Linked DNA regions of Triticum aestivum: region 1 is linked to region 2. A link is a contact called in public Hi-C data. All regions are on one chromosome and are shown on one strand. Each heading gives the region's core, a stretch centred on a gene start, on an enhancer-like site or on the middle of the called end of the contact. The rest is flanking DNA. Distances are from core to core; before and after follow the strand shown. Region 1 holds the start of LOC123059689 (selT-like protein). Region 2 holds the start of LOC100192187 (calcium-dependent protein kinase 16).

The links. A called contact is a pair of places that touch in the nucleus more often than the background predicts.
Region 1: a Hi-C map of leaf shows a contact between it and region 2, with 6 times the contacts expected there. The contact joins the promoter of LOC123059689 here to the promoter of LOC100192187 in region 2. A contact is called at or near these places in 3 of 5 Hi-C or Micro-C datasets (leaf and an unstated tissue).

What each region holds. Positions count from the first base shown.
Region 1 is chr1A:489,632,764-489,638,026 of IWGSC CS RefSeq v2.1, reverse strand. LOC123059689 (selT-like protein) reads right to left here and starts at 2,550. Exons shown (of 4, transcript XM_044482199.1): 1 at 2,233-2,550; 2 at 1,986-2,056. The coding sequence starts at 2,475.
Region 2 is chr1A:489,310,008-489,315,523 of IWGSC CS RefSeq v2.1, reverse strand. It overlaps LOC100192187 (calcium-dependent protein kinase 16), which reads left to right and starts at 1,573. Exons shown (of 7, transcript XM_044482171.1): 1 at 1,573-2,410; 2 at 3,981-4,124; 3 at 4,202-4,354; 4 at 5,339-5,454. The coding sequence starts at 1,717.

The DNA of each region.
Region 1 (5,263 bases), core at 1,301-3,800, 320 kb before region 2:
TTCATTATCACTTGCTAGCGACAAAGAAGCCAGGAACTGCCAGGGAGTGAGGGAGGGATAGTAGCCGACAATCATCAAGTCTCACTAGAGAACTGATTACTTACTGCTACCTAATCAGTGCAAGTTAAATCTCAGCTGACCTGAAGCTAGAAACATTTTAAGTCCATGAATATGCTTACTGTCAGCTTATATTAAATGAATAATGTGTGCTCTCAACATTGCCATCATCTATAGCTGAACTCAACCTGAACTGTACCAGATGAAAGCAAGGATATTGCATCATGCTTACAATGCTATCATCATTAATAGTTTAGACTAAACAAAGAGTGGCAGACTAAAGTAGAACCCTAACAAGTGTGCATATCAATTTTCCTCTGGCAAGTTATACGAAACAGATAGCCAGCTGGTGTGGAGCAACTTAAGAAGTGGAAGGGTCCAGCGAAATGCAGCTTGTGTGGTTTGGAAGAGGAAGTGAACCACATCTTGTTTAACCTTTTGCTTGCCAAATGCCAACTAAGTCTGGATCAGCATCAAAGTGGCTCTGTCCAGGGACAGGGTCCCCAGACAACATTGGAGACTTCTTTAGCACTAAGTTATGGGGTGTAACAGGTCAAACAGAAAGGTAATGATCTTCTGCTTTTCAGCAGTAGCCTCGGGGATTTGCAATATGGCAATGGAGGTGAAGATGCCAGAGCAACAGAAGATGTATTTTACAAGTATTCTATGTTCTGTGCAGCAATGGTGGCCATTGCTACAGGATCAGGAGAAAGAAAAGCTGCTGGAACCGATGGATAAGATTTGGCAACAGATTCCTGTGCACCGTGGCCGTACATAGGTGCATTAAGGGGTATTACTCGTTCTTTGTGGTTTTCTTTGACGCCAAAGTTGATTATGTATTTTCTTCTTATCAAGACTCTAGCCGTGTGAGTTCTTTTGTTGGTCAGTTCTGGGCCTTTTTGTGTTAGCTGTAATCAGGAGCTGGTCACCCCAGCACATCTTCCCTATCCCTGTACAGTGTTAGCTTTATAACCAAGCCAGCGAAAAGTGTTTGTCCAAATAGAACAAATATGATAGTTTGGAATAAATTGTGTAACTACACATAGGAGATTGGGGACTAGAGCATAGGTTGGGACTCAGGAGGTCAAACCAGGGAGATAACAGATTGATAAAATATAAACTCACAACAACCATCAAGTTGTTGTTTAGGAGTTTTCCCTCTTTTTTACTTCTTGACATCAGAAAGACATACGCTTATCTCCTCACCAGCAACCTACATATCAGTCTGTTCAAACCACACTGGAATATAGTTAACTGTTCCACCATTACCTATGTACTTTGGAAGCAAGATTGTGAGGCGTCCCTATAACACAGTGCCGAGGTCCTCATGGATTTCGTTGTCGAGAGTGAAAAAGATCTCACAAGTACTCCATAAGTCAATTCATATTCCTGAATCAGCCCTTCTATAGGAGCACTTACTTGACCCCTGAGTAATGAATTAAAGGATACTCATTCGATCTCTAATTCTAATCCAATTCCTTTCATATTTAAACAATATTCCATATTTATTCCAATAGCACCTCTTACTTGATCCATGTACATATTTCATAACAGTGTCTGACTTTTAATGTTTAACAAAGCATTAACACTGTCACCAGCGCACTAACATTTTCATGAACAATAACTGCTCCTCCAGTTCCACACTACTAGTTTAACGCAACTGTATTAAGCGTTCGGCATTAGCAAATGCTATCTAACAACCACCAGTGAGACTGGTTTTACTGGAGTACCAAATAATCCACCTCCTAAATCATTCTGCATGATAAATTGGTCCGTGTATTGGCGTCTGGTCAACCAAGGCAGGCACACAGCAATTCCAAACACTCAGTATCCGGTACACGACGCATAAGTTCACTTGATCCGCACAGGCAAACTAACAGCGCCAACTTAGCAAGCAAGCAACGAACCATCAGTCGGCGGAGACTCACTTGTACGAGCAGGAGGCGCAGAACTGCAGCTCCACGGTCGTGCCGAATCCAGCTCCTCCCTCCAGATTGGGCTGCTGCGGTTTCACCAAAATCAAAAATAAAAACATCAGCTCTGCCGGCCAGATCGGAGCGACAGAATTCCGGGCTAGGGTCTTACGATACGACAAGGGGGAAAAGGAATCTCGGGCTAGGGTCTTACGATACGACAAGGGGGAAAAGGAATCTCGGGCTAGGGTTTACGACCGACCTGTATGGCAGCGGCGGCGGGGTCCGGGTGGCGGTGGTGCGGCGGGTGGGGGTGGTGGTGCGGCGGGTGCGGGTGGTGCGGCGGGTGGGGATGGTGGGGCGGGTGGGGGTGGGGGTGGTGCGGGGGGTGGCCATGGGGGTGGCGCAGGTGGGGAGGCGGCGGCGCGAAGATGTGGGAGAGGTCGGAGATGAAGAGGAGCGCGGGGAGGCCGACGAGGAGGAGCTGCACGCGGTCCATGGCCATCGCCGCCTTCCGGTCGCCCGCTCTCCTCCCTTCTTTTTTCCTGGGACGCGGAACGGAAAGAGGCGGAGCCGGTGCTGAAGGCGACGAGGCACCTTCCTCCGTCTCGTCAAGCCGCCTGCCAGGTGGGCTCCGGTGGTGTGGGTCAGCGCTGTCAGTGGGGTTCCAACGTCGTGCGGCGAAAGGCCGGGAATCTTTTCGTGGTGGAGGCCGTGGGCTCGGGGCCTCGGGCTCGGACGGAAATGCGACTGGTTGGGCTGGACATGCATGTGGGCCTTCTGGGTTTCGACGGCCCACCTACGTTTTTTTTTACGCGAAACGTATTACTGCAGTTGGACCGTCGATCCGTCCAGCTCTGGGACACTCGACAGCCACTTGAGTTGGGTGGGTTCGCTCTCACTGAAAAAACAAATCCGTAGCTGCGGTCAAAAGAAAAAAAAAAGGAAAAAAAGAAAAAACAAATCCGTAGTTCTCTCTGCAGAAAGAGAGATGAGCTGCCTGGCTGCAGCCTTGCAGCGTAAGGGAGACGCCCCATGATGCCCAGGCAGACAACTGAGCTTTCTTCGGGTCAATGTCAATCATAGTTTGGCCCAGATCAGTTTGGTGAGCGACCTTTGGAGTCTTGGGGTAGAAGCTCGCCACCGGGTCTTACCGGCAAGACAAAACAAGTGTTCCACTCAAGACTCAAAGTTGGTGCGGTCTACTATAAAACAAACTATGTATACAGCAGGAAAGAGCCCAAATGTTATGTTGTTGTCCATTGCTCGCTCCAAAGTTGGCCAGGCGCCACGCGGGAAAGAGCCCGGCCATGAGGTTTTTCACACGCGAGCAGTTTCGCACTGATCGCCATCTCCAGAAGCATGCGCACAGTTTCGGCTCTTCCACGCGGTAAAAGTGATGGTGTGGACGAAATGGATCGGGCCGAACTGCTGAGGCGAAACGTGCATGGCAGAAGGAAATGGCAATCATGCTCACGCTGCCATGCATGCATCTGCGCCTGCGCGGCGCTCGTTTGACAGCGTGCCATGCGCCGTCTGCGATGCGCCTGACAGTTGACGGAGAGTGCACTATGCACTCCACTCGGGCTCGTCTCGACTTGGCTGGCCCGACAGGTTAAACGGCAGTAATGCCGCTGCCGGGAGTGCCTTCTTCTGTGGTAATCAAAATAGTAACACGTACTACGGGCATATGACAAGACATGTGAGGCCCGCCTTTTACTAAATCTCAAGCCCCGTACGTGGTAGGCCTCTTCTTAAGTTCTGATTCAAACACGACCCGTAAAGTTTGAATGGTCGAGCACACCACGCCACCACACACAAGTCTAGGGGCCGGTGTGCGGATCGTCCATGAGCGGTCAGGTGGGCACGTCACGTGTCACGTGTGGCTTACGTGCAGCGTATGGGCGCGCGCGTGTCATCGCGCAAGCAGCCTGGCTGTTCGACTCACGTCCGCGCCCCGTGGAACTCGTTTGTTGGGTGTGTCGAGCTGGCGCCACCGATGGCCGATCGAGCAAGGCCTTTTTTGCTCTTGCTGATATGGAGAGCGGGTCACGTCACGTCCCCCACAAGGGACACGGATGGTGGCTCCATGTTTCCAAGACCGCGTGCTCGGTACACCGTACGCGCACGCACCGCTCGTGAGGCCGGCGGGGCTTCTCTGGCTTCCTTGCGCCCGTCGATCGGCGGAGAGTTCCATCGCAAGCTAGCTGGCATAACGGCGATCTTTAACCAAGATGGACGTGTACGGAGTACAAGATGGAATACGCGGAAAGAGCCAACACGTGGAGTTTTTCTGTTCCGCCAACACGTGGAGTTTAACCAAGATGTTGTAGGTGCAGGCGTGCAGCCAAAACCGGCCGCGACCGCACTGCAGTGCAAGGTTTGGCGTTGGTCTTGTCACCTTTGTCCTCTTGGAGGGTTGGCCTTGCCATCTTATAAATTCTTAATTGCTGTTCCCTAACATTGTTAGCAATGTGTCTTAGGCTGGTCATAGTGGGGAGTAACTTAGACTAGTAACATACATATGTTACTAGTCTATGTTACTACCTTCATAGTGGGTAGTGTCATAGGTGTGGTAACATAGTTGCCTTCATTTATTACTTTATAGACTCATTATGCATTGGAAACCGCTATGTGATGGTAACATATTATGTTACTCTATTTGCCTCTCTCCTCATTAACTACTTGCCACATCATCATTTTTGCTTATGTGGCATATATGTTACTACCTATGTTACTCTCACTATGACCAGCCTTATACCCCCTCCATCTTAAAATAAGTGTCTCGGCTTTAGGGCAATTTCATACTAAAGTTAATATAAAGTTGAGACATTTATTTTGGGACGGAGGAAGTATTAATTTACATCGGAAACATAACATTTCACAGTCTAGGCGGAACAGATAAGTACGTCTAAGGAATTCTCCAGCTTCACCACCACCTTTGAAATGGCAAACATGCACAATAATAAACATCGCAGGGATGCAAAACCCCAATACTTCAAAAGGGGCAATAAGTGCCCCTTTCGCGGTTAAGCGCAACCAAGAAAGCAAAGTACGGTTAATGCTTTGACAAATTCGCATGGACATTGAAAATCAAGATTGAAGATCCTTGGCACATGGACATGACAAGGTGTGGATGTACGAACATGTGTAGTATATAGTTTTTCAGGACAGCAAGGGCTTCTCATTTCCTATGCTAAAGGCAGGCACTTGTTTATTAAAGAGACCAAATCGGAATTTTAGAAGCCTCGTGGCTTAAAAAGTACGTACTGTATTTCGTTTTTGTTTTGAGA
Region 2 (5,516 bases), core at 324-2,823:
AGATTAATAAAATCACTAAACAATGGCTAAGGCCAACTCCACCGCATGACCGTAAACGGATGTCCGTTTCGTCCGGAATCTGTTCGTTTGGGGTGGAAATGGGTGGCAAAACGGACATACACGTCCGGATATAGTTGGAGACGCCCAACGCACCAACCAACCCCAAACTATCTGTCTCGGCCGCACGTCTCAACCGCCCGCGAGCTCGCGCTCTGACTCCGCCCGTTCCCCACTGTGGTATGCCGGCCGGCGCTCGCCCCGCCTGCGCCGCGCCCCGCCTCCACGCCACGCCCGCGTCGGGCCCCTGCCCCCGCCCGCTGCGCCGTCGGGTCGTGCCCCGCCTCCTCGCCCCGGCCGCTCGAGCCTGCCTCGCCCTGCCGTCGCCGCCCGCGTGCGCTCGCCCCCTGCCGTCGCGCGCTTGCCCGCGCCTGCAGCCGCGCGAGCTCGCCGCCCTCCCCCGCAGCCGCCGGCCCGCCCCGCCTTCCCTCTCCACGCCCGCCGCCGCGCCCCGTCACCCGGCGACGCGCCGCCGCGCTCGCGCACGACGCCTCCTGGGCGCGCGCCTCCAGCTCGCAGCGGCGCCGCACCCCGCTCTCCCGCGCTCGCGCTCCGGCACGCGCCGCGCTCGCCCACGGCTGCAGCACAGTGGTGTGCACCGGCATGGGGAGGAGGAAAATATGGAGAGAGAGGATGGTAGGTGGGCCACGTGAGTGAAGAGGAGAGAAGATGACAGGCGGGCCAGGGTCACATGCACAAAGGACACTGCCGGACGAGGACGACCCAGAAAGCGTCCGCTTGTGTCCGCTTTGGATGCAAACCCAGCTCAAATTTGAGTCCACGATGAGGTGGGACGGATAAGAAATGGACTTTTTTTACGGATGGGTTGCGCGTTGGGTCGTCTCATTTGTACGTTTAACTCCAAACGGAGATAACCGAACGTTTTGGGTCGCGCGGTGGAGATGGTCTAAGGCTGTTTGTAATGGATAGTATCATAAGTTAGTATCATGCATATGGTACTAATGTGTGATACTACCTCCCTAATACATAGTATCATGTACTAGTATCATAGATGACTTTATTCATTGTCATGCATGACACATAGTAGCATTGCATTTATTATGATACGGTATCATTGTATGATACCCAACTATCTCTTTCTTCATTTAATTCTATATCACATCATCAAAATTGCCTACTTAACATGCATGATACTAGTTATGATACTCCCATTAGAACCGGGCTGGTTTTTATCTCGCCAGATTCCTCCGTCCACGGCCGGCCGTCGAAACAAAACCCCGGTCGCTGAATCCGGTCAAACTGCCGACGACCGTGGGCCCCGCCACCCCCGAACTCCCCGCAGAGGCCCCGACCCCGCCCTCGGGCCCGCTGCCCAGCGACCCATCGGGCTCACCAAACCATCATCACATGTGGGAATGTTCCCACCCCTGTCCTCCCTCCTCGCGGCTACGCGTCCCCCGCGCCCCGTCCCCCACGGCTCCTCCATACCGTTACCCGACGACACAGGTCTCGTCCCTCTCCACTGCTCCAAAGACTAGTACCGCTCTGTCTCTCCTCTCTAGCTAGCTAGCCCCCCTCTCTTCTCTGTCCCTCGGCACAGCACACAGCAGCCAGTCCATCTCTCTCTCTCCTCCCCCACCCGCGCGGCGCCCAATGCCGTACGAACCCTAGCGGGCCCACCCCCGATCTCGCGCGGCCATGGGCAACTGCTGCCGCTCCCCGGCGGCCGCGGCGCGGGAGGACGTCTCGTCGTCGCACTTCCCCGCCTCCGCCGGGAAGAGGAAGCCCCACCAGGCGCGCAACGGCGGCGGCGGCGGCGCGGGGGGAGGCGGGGGCGGGGGCGGCGCCGGCGCCGGCGGGGAGAAGAAGCGGCTGTCGGTGCTCGGCGAGGAGGGCCGCGACGTGAGCGGCGGGATCGACGGCAAGTACGCGCTGGACCGGGAGCTGGGGCGCGGCGAGTTCGGGGTCACGTACCTGTGCATGGACCGGGGATCCAAGGAGCTGCTCGCCTGCAAGTCCATCTCCAAGCGCAAGCTGCGCACGCCCGTCGACGTGGAGGACGTGCGCCGGGAGGTGGCCATCATGCGCCACCTGCCCCGCAGCGCCAGCATCGTCACGCTGCGGGAGGCCTGCGAGGACGACGGCGCCGTGCACCTCGTCATGGAGCTCTGCGAGGGCGGGGAGCTCTTCGACCGCATCGTCGCGCGGGGCCACTACACGGAGCGCGCCGCCGCCGCCGTCACGCGCACCATCGTCGAGGTCGTGCAGCTCTGCCACCACCACGGCGTCATCCACCGCGACCTCAAGCCAGAGAACTTCCTCTTCGCCAACAAGAAGGAGAACTCCCCGCTCAAGGCCATCGACTTCGGCCTCTCCATCTTCTTCAAGCCCGGTGAGCCGCCGAGATCCACCGTGATTCGGACGAACTGGTCGCTGCACTTTTGGGCGTTTTTTTTCTCTGTCTAAGCGCGTGATCCGTGGGTTGGTGGCCGTTTCTGGGTGGAATTTTTGGTAGTGCTCGGTACTGTAGCTGAGTGCTATTTCCGTGCTTGCGTAATCTGACTAGAACTAGATTTTGGTGGTTCTCTTTTGGTAGGACTTTTTAGATGTATTCTTTCTTTCGCAGCAAGTTGGTGGTATGTCAGTACTCGGTAGTATGTCTCTTGATATAGTTGCCTCTTGCAGATTGTGCTGCTAGTCCAGATACTGGAATCTTAGGTGCTAGGTTGACTTGCTGGTTCATGGGTGACTGCTATTTTTAGGATTTGGGAATCATTAGTGGGATCAGACGGCACATTGCTGTTGCCAAAAATAGTGTACAATGTCGTTTTGCTTGTAGTCCATACTCCATACCAAGTCTTGGTATCTGAATGCTGATACCATGTTCGACCTGAGCTCAATTATTTTGGGAAATAGTAAGGCATCAGGTGGCCTATCTTCATCTATACGTAGCTGTTAGTTGACTTATCGTTATGTATAAGCAGCTCATTTGGCGGCAGTAGTATTGGTTATTATTTATAAGAAGTCATACTGATCATGAAAAATATGCCACAGTGAACTTTGAAACAATACTGATAACAGTTTCACACAGTTGTGCCCATTTATATTGCTTGCTCTCACTCAATAGGCACCATTTGTCCATTTCTGTTCCATATCTCTTACCCTCTTGTTGAAAAAGTAATTAAGTCTTGAACTACTTGAATCATCAATGTGCTGTAAATCTATGCTCGGTTCTATACCATATTTATCTTGTTGATTTCCTGTTATGAAACATTTCACATCCCGCAGCTTTAACCTTATTGAGTTTATTGTGGAATTCTCACCCTTGCTCGTGTGTCACTTGTCCTTCATGCCATAAATACTTACAAGCACCTAGTCTTTGTTGCCATACTGATCTTGCTTACTTGGTTTGTTTGTTTGTTTCAATCACTAAGAATTGACTCCACTTGATTTTAATGTATGTATGGAGCCACCAAACAGTTGTAACTTGTGGGCTTATATCTTGCCGTTGCCGTAGCTTCATACATTTAACTTGCTTCACAAAAAGAAAGTGGTCTATCTGTTTCTTGTTGATTTGTTCGCTGTTGATTATAGGCATCCCAAATGGTTTTAGGCAACACATCTTATTACCAATCTGGCCTTTGGTGTTAATCAACATAGCATCTTTATAGGCTTGAAAACACGTGTCCTTGTAGGAAGAATGTACTAATAGATAAGCCATCTGAAAATGTGTAATGTGCCTTTCCTTATACGACGCTGTTGGATTTGTAATGCCTCTTTATGTCAAGAAAGCCTCAAATATCACTTTTTATGTTTGTAATTCGAGTCAACTGGAACTTCGATGATTTACTTTGCTATCTGTCGCACTCCTTTAATTATTCCCTGTGAAATGTCTATTATACATATAGTTGTTTTAACATTTTGTACCGTACATAATATGATGGCATTATGCAATTGTTTAGGTGAGAAGTTCTCTGAAATTGTGGGAAGTCCCTACTATATGGCTCCTGAAGTGCTGAAGAGAAACTATGGACCTGAAATAGACATTTGGAGTGCTGGCGTTATCTTGTATATATTGTTATGTGGTGTTCCTCCATTTTGGGCTGGTACTTTGCCTTATCTTTGCGAGAACCTTTTATCCTTCAGCTTTGCTTTCGCGCGGTCTTACCATGCTATATTGCAGAGACTGAACAAGGAGTGGCACAAGCTATCCTTCGGGGAAATATAGATTTTAAGAGAGAACCCTGGCCCCATGTTTCTGATAATGCTAAAGATCTAGTTCGGCAGATGCTTCAGCCTGACCCGAAAATCAGGCTAACGGCAAAGCAAGTTCTTGGTAAGATGTACATAGTGGTAGTGCTTTCAAACCGGCACTGTGTTATGTTAGTTTCAATATCCTCAAAGTTCCCAAAACATCAAATTTGTGTAAGTTCCTACTGTTTGGTGCTGCTTTAAACTTCAGCCTGAACCCCCTTTCATGTTCTGTTTTTCAATTTGCAATGTGTAATCTGATAGCTAGAAGATCACTGGACCAGTCTGCCTGGTTTTGGATAGTTCTCCATTTTTGCACATAAGTATCTACCAACCATATCCTGATGTCATGTTATGTAGTTTATTTTGGCTATGCGGTAAATCTGTTGTCACATTGGATCTAATACTCAGATCAATTTGAAGGACCCCCTGCCTAACACTTGTAGTAAAAGTTATGCAGGATCCACTTTGAATCCTTGCTCTGGTAGTTGCCTCGCTATATTTTCTGGTAGCATATTATTGCCTTCTGTAATCTGGATGTAATATACTGAGCAATGCTGAATCCAAAAGTAAACATAAGTAGAAATCTGACGGGCGAAGGTGCCGAGAGTAAAATGAGGATTGAGGAAGTAGATTTTAAATGTGGCTGTAAACTTGAGATACACCGTTGATGTCTGGCATGAAACACAGTTGCAAGCTGTAGATGGCTATTACATGGAGTGTGTTGAGATTCTCAAAATAAAAGCAATAAAAAAGAAGCTTGTCGATTATCCAAGACATGGACAGCATTATGTTGATTTTGTACTATACTGAGTTAGTATGTGCCTAATATTTTAGCAAAATAGACAAAGCCATTTCTTCATTTTGCTGCTTCATGTTCTAATATTTAAGCTACATTTGTTCCTTCTTACAATTGCGGGATGCCTGTTGAACCGACTATCCAAGTCTCCATAATCCACCAGTTATCCACACATTTAATCGACTTTACGTTACCGTGCATCTCGTTTTTCTTAAGTCTTTTTTGACATAGTCTGATGTTTATATATATTCTTGATTTCTGTTGTCACAGAGCATACATGGCTTCAAAATGCCAAGAAAGCTCCAAATGTTCCTCTTGGAGACATTGTAAAGTCAAGGCTGAAGCAGTTTTCAAGGATGAACAGATTCAAAAGAAGAGCTTTAAGGGTTTGAATTTTGTTTTCCCGTTAATCGATTTTCTCCCCTTTGATACTGAATATCTCTCTCAA